2 separate regions of the Mus musculus genome follow, and region 2 is linked to region 1. A link is a contact called in public HiChIP or PLAC-seq data. All regions are on one chromosome and are shown on one strand. Each heading gives the region's core, a stretch centred on a gene start, on an enhancer-like site or on the middle of the called end of the contact. The rest is flanking DNA. Distances are from core to core; before and after follow the strand shown. Region 1 overlaps Hecw2 (HECT, C2 and WW domain containing E3 ubiquitin protein ligase 2). Region 2 overlaps Ccdc150 (coiled-coil domain containing 150).

Evidence for each region. HiChIP or PLAC-seq counts read pairs in DNA pulled down with a chosen protein or histone mark.
Region 2: a FOXA1 HiChIP or PLAC-seq map of pancreatic cancer cells shows a contact between it and region 1. The contact joins two enhancer-like sites. A contact is called at or near these places in 1 of 115 datasets of contacts at active chromatin or transcription factors (pancreatic cancer cells) and 2 of 9 other capture datasets (adipose tissue and embryonic stem cells).

Annotation. Positions count from the first base shown.
Region 1 is chr1:53,844,126-53,847,085 of GRCm38.p6, reverse strand. The region is part of intron 21 of Hecw2 (HECT, C2 and WW domain containing E3 ubiquitin protein ligase 2); the gene reads left to right. Among named protein-coding and RNA genes, the nearest start is that of Mir7681, 3.8 kb to the left of the region's middle. Within about 2 kb of position 1,570, at least 102 of the 459 cell types and tissues checked have an H3K27ac peak or open chromatin away from gene starts, as enhancers often do. A contact at or near this core is called in pancreatic cancer cells, where this site is marked.
Region 2 is chr1:54,321,863-54,324,733 of GRCm38.p6, reverse strand. All of the region lies in intron 15 of Ccdc150 (coiled-coil domain containing 150), which reads right to left. Among named protein-coding and RNA genes, the nearest start is that of Ccdc150, 73 kb to the right of the region's middle. Within about 2 kb of position 1,598, at least 2 of the 459 cell types and tissues checked have an H3K27ac peak or open chromatin away from gene starts, as enhancers often do. A contact at or near this core is called in pancreatic cancer cells, where this site is marked.

The sequences.
Region 1 (2,960 bases), core at 321-2,820:
AATAATCCTAGCAACCAAAGTTCACATGGTACTAGAACTCAGGTTTTGATAAGGTATCCAGGCCTAATAGTGAAGAAATAATGTCGTAGACAAAGAGAGGATGTTTGCTCAGTGATTAGTCCACGTCTTTTTGTTTTCATGGCACTTCTGTGAAGGGCACCTTTATTTAAGAAAGAATGAATTCATTATGTGCAAAGAGCTGTCAAGATGACATCAGTCATCAGTCTTGCAAGCCACACTTAGACTAGGGAGGAGCATATGCAAATAGTTTTAGTTTGTAGCATCTTTCTTTTGAGCTCTTTCTGTATTCCCCCAGGATAGGGAGATAAAAATAGCTAGGAAAGAAAATGATCTAAGATAGTTTACTTTTCCACAGCTAATCAATTACCCAGCATGGCTCACACATAACCAGATTGGGGAGTGAGCTGGAAAGCTGTGGAACTTCAGTTGAACTTGGGCTGCTGCTTGCCCTCTTCAAGGAAGCAGCTGCATCATCTGAATCATCTTTACCTGTCAAAGAAAGATGCGCTGTAGCCAGGCTTTAGCTTGGTACCACCAAGAGCAACTTTGTCTGGTCCTATTTCCACACTTAACTCCCAGGCCTCAGAAGCTTAGCCTCACTGCTCTGATTCAAATTCAACTGTGGTTGAATCAGAAGGTGCCTAGGCCTCGTGTGCCTGGACAAGCCTGGGGTAAGAGGTAGTGTGACTTCCTGAGGCCATTGTCTGCTCTCATTTTACAGACTGCTCCTATTGGAGTATTTTGTTTTCAGTTAATTTTTGTTATACTAAGAATGGAAGAATAAAGTTAACTATTTTAACCCATGTCAGGTGCTGCTAACTCGTGATGTGCCAGGCCAGCAGCACCATGGTGGGTACAATGCTTTGTCAGCGGGTAGGGCTTGAGACACTATGGCCACTCTACTGACATCTGTGCTTACTCAGAAATGCCCTCAAATGCAGCTGCTTTGTGGCTACACACCCGTTGTCCAGAGTTTCTGTGTTTCCTTGCCAAGTCTTTAACCATGTAACCAACCTAACCGGCAAAACAGGAATGTAACAAACGATCTCTGTGATATGAGTCACATTAACTATTTATATGGACGAGGTTGCTAAGGCGTTATAGGAGCTTCGTGACTGCAGGCCCTGCTGGAACATGTTCACTGAATTTCTAAACATAGATAGAAATTGCATCCCACAACATACCCCTAAATATGCAGTTCTACATTTGGAGTTACAAACAAAGTAAAGTAGAAAGACTATCTTAGCTTTGGAGTGATTCTATCCATGCATCAAGAGTTGAAAAAGAAGGAGGAGGAGGAGGAGGAGGAGGAGGGAGGGAGGGGGAGGAGGGGTTGGGGAGGCAGGGGTGGGGAGGAGAGAAAGATTAAAAAGTTTAATAGTTCAACGTTCAACGTACTTTTGTTTCTAAAAGAGCTATTTGTTTTCTTTTCTCCTGAGGTGAGTTTTGCTTTTCAGCTCAACTCCTCAGAGAATATACTCTTGTCTTTAACCACAAGAGGAACTAGTCAGAAAGGTCATTGTTGTCTTAACAAACTTCACCATGTTAGAAGATATTACATAGTGAACTTTCTAAGCCAACTCACTTGTTTGACAGTGGTTTCAGATTGAGTCATATCTTAGGGATTGGCACCTTTTGCTCGTGGCACTGCATTAATGTACCACCATCTCAGGGTAAACTGGCTTACATTTGTTCACACTGCCAGATGCCAAATAACAATGTAAGTTATGCTGATTTTCTTCAAGTGAGCATCAGGGAGCTCTAGTCACAACTCAGCAATGTTTATAGAGCCTCTACTGAGTATCATTCTGGGAACTTATAATGCAAAAAGAAGTGTCTTAATTAGGTTTCTATTGTGGTGATGAAACACCACGATCAAAAAGCAAGTTGAGGAGGAAAAGGTTTATTTTTGCTTACACTTCCACATCACAGTTCATCATCACCACAGGAAGTCAGAATAAGAACTCAAGTAGGGCCGAATTCTGGAGGCAGGGGTTGATGCAGAGGCCCTGGAGGGTGCTGCTTACTGCCTTGCTCTCCAAGGCTTGCTCTGCCTGCTTTCTTATAGAACCCGGGATCACCAGCCCAGGGATGGCCCCACCTACAATGGGCTAGGCCCTCCCCCATCAATCGCTAATTAAGAAAATGCCTTACAGGCCCGCCTGTAGCCTAATCTTCTGGAGTTCTTTTCTTAATTGAGGTTCCTCCTCTCACATAACTTTAGCTTGCATCAAGTTGACATAAAACTGTCCAGCACAAGGGTCACTAATTTTCAGTGAGGGCAAAGTCTAAATTTATGTATAAGGAGGCCGACACACACAAGTCATCAGAATGTACTCTGATAAGTGCAGTATTATTGAAATACTTAGAGTTAAATCTTAGGGACCACTGTCTAATTTTTAATGGAAAATCCACAGTAGAGCCAACTTTGCTTATACCAGTCATCTCAAAGAAAACAGGATCATTCTATCTTTTTCCTGATGTTTCAGCTCTCTGTGATCCTGATATACTCAGGATATCTGCAATGTGGAGAGCCCAGCAGAGGGGCAATCATATTAAGTCAGAGAGTGTTTATGTCTCCCTGGAGGAATCTCACTAAAGATTTATAGTAAGCTAGATATTTTAATAATCTGTTTCCCTCCTCCTTGTTTCTGTAGCAGCAGCCGTTGGCAACACATTGCTATAAAGAGACAGATAGTAAACAATTTTAGACTTTGCCCATCGTACGTTCTCTATGGCACGTACGCACCTCAGCATTTTATCAGCTATTAGCAACAGGCTATACACAAGCCAGAACAGTGCATTTCAGTATAGTCTTACTTACAAAACCAGGGCTTTGGCAGATTTGCCCTACTGATGTAGTTTACCAAGCCCCATTCTATAAGCAATATCGTTTTAATCTTGATAAACAGCTAGCATTTACTAAAGGGTATGGCTCA
Region 2 (2,871 bases), core at 349-2,848, 480 kb before region 1:
ATGGGGGTTTTGTCTCTGTGGGGCTAGAAAGTGCCCCAACAATCTGACCAAGGTAACAGGAAGTTACAGAAGTTAGGAGAAGGACAGGGTAAGTCGGTAAGAAAGTTAGTGTAAATCAATAAGAAAGTGCAGAGGAGGAGAAACGAAGGAAGGATAGAGGTCTGGAGGGAAGTGAGTTAAGAGCAAAGCTTCAGCAGACTCAGGAGAGATGGATGACAGTGGCAAATAGAGAGGTTAACAGTGAGGAGAAGTGAAAATAGAGATGAAGGAGATTAGAGAGGTCTGAAATGGGAGCAATATTCTGAATGAGAAATATTTAGAAGAGGAACCAGTAAGTAAGAGACAGGCAAGAGGAAGAGTTGAGGAAACATGAGGCTGACAAAGACAGAGACCAGATTCAGAATCAGAGATGTGCAGTGAGACAGAAGGATAAAACAGGGTAGAGGTGAACTATGAGAGAAGATAAGTGATAGGATAGGGACGTGATAATTAGATAACATCCAAAGGAAGCAAAGACAAGGAGGAGAAACAAAAAGATATATCTACATCTACATCTACATCTACATCTACATCTACATCTACATCTACATCTACATCTACATCTACATCTACATCTATCTATCTATCTATCTATCTATCTATCTATCTATCTATCTATCTATCTATCTATCTATCTATGGAGAGAGAGAGAGAGAGCATTGTATGAGATCTCCATTACAGTTAGGAAACAGCAGCAAAGAGGTAAATAAGAAAGACTACAGCTCAGCAAACTGGCACATGCTGATAATGCTAGCACTTAGAAATGATCTATAAGGAACAGGGAGCCAGGGAATTAAAAAGGAATAAGAGAAGATGCTAGCCACAATAGTCAGAGAAACTAGAGAACTTAGATAGTACCTGGCAACTACAGAAAGCTTTTGGCTAAAGATCAATGTGTTTACTGTAAAGAAAAAGGGCACTGGGTGAGAGACTGCCCCAACAAAAAGAAGAGGAGCCCCCCCCCCCTGCCTCGTGACCAAACCCTTCCACCTGTTTGTGGCTAAAAGTAAAGGGATAGCAAAAGGGGGTGCTAACACAGAAGCCGAGTCCTTGGAAGAGGCCTGTGGCCTACCTGCCGAAGCAGCTAGAAAAGAGACTGTGTTTCATATTCCCCCCACCGACCAGTTCAAATCAAGTTAGAGAAGTTCCTGAGCACTGTGGACTTTTGCAGACTGTGGATTCCAGGTTTTGTTGAATTAAAAACAGCCGTTCGTATGGAAAATAATGAACAATAGGCCTTTGATGCCATTAAGACTGCCCTAATGTTGGCTTCAGCGTTAGGCCTCCCAGATGTGACTGAGAACAAAGATATTGCCAAAGGGGTTCTTACTCAGAGATTGAGGCCCTGGAAAAGACCTGTGGCACACTTATCTAAGAAATTAGACCCTGTGACAGTGGGATGGCCTGCTTGCTTGCACACCGTGGCTACTATAACATTACTGGTCAAGGACGCAGATATATTGGCTTTGTGACAGAACCTGGTAATCTCAGTGCTGCATGCCCTAGAAAGTGTGTTTAAGCGCCCTGATCGATGGCTGACTAACGCTCGCATGACTCATTGCCAGACTCTGTTGTTCAACTCTGATAGAGTCACTTTTGCCTCCCGCAAGTCTGAACTCAGCTACCCTGCTCCCAGACCCAGACTTTCAGCAGGTTCTTGCTGAGACGCATAGGTGACATGGAGATCTGACAGACCAGTTACTAGAGGGTGCAGATGTTACCTGGTTCATAGACTGGAACAGCTATCTAGAAGAAGAGAAAAAAAAACATACTGGAGCAGCTGTGGTAGCTGGACAGGCCCTGCCAGAGGACACATCGGCTCAAAAGACTCAACATCTACATGGATAGCAGGTATGCTTTTGCCACAGCTCATGTCTATGGGACCATATATCAACAGAGGAGTCTACTGACACCGGGAAGAAAAAGAAAATAAAAACAAAGAAGAAATGCTGGCTCTACTGAGGCCCTCCATGACCCTGCCAAGGTAAACATCATCCACTGTCCTAGGCACCAGAAGAGAGATACCATGATAACAAGGGGCAACAACATGACAGACTGAGAAGCACAAGCAGTTACAACCATGGCCCTGCTGGTGCTCCTGGCAATGGAGCCCGAGTTTGCCTACGTAGCAGAGGATTTAGCCCTCATTTCCAAAGATTCCAGTCACCAGTTCAGCAAAAATAAGAGACTGTGATACACCTCCAGGGAAAGAAAATCCTGCCACAAAGACAAGCAGAAGCTGTGATCAAACAGATGCATCAGTGGACTCACTTAGAGGTAAGCAAGCTCATCCAGACATTCTCCAAGCCTAAGTACCATGTACCAGGTTTAAAACACCTTGTGGAACAGGTGGTGCACAAGTGTGTGTCCTGCCAAAGAGTCAATGTCTGCCACACTATAGTAGATCCAGGGAAAAGACACTGGGAAGACAGACCCGGTGTCTACTGGGAAATAGACTTTACTGAGAAAAATATGTATATGAATACCCTCTGGGTTTTGTGAACGTACTCAAGATGGATAGAAGCTTTTCCCTGTAAAAATGAGACTGTTCAGATAGTCATCAAGAAGATTACTGAAGAAATGTTTCCAAGTTTCAGAGTGCCAAAAGCAATAGTGTCAGATAATGGCCCTGCCTCTGTTGCCCAGATAAGTCAGGGTGTGGCCAAGTATTTAGAGGGCAAATGAAAATTACAATGTGTGTACAGACCTCAGAGCTCAGGACAGATAGAAAGAATGAATAGAACTCTAAAAGAGACCTTGACAAAATTAACCATGGAGACTGGCGTAGACTTGGTGCTCCTTCCCCTTGCCCTATTTGGAACTGAAATACTC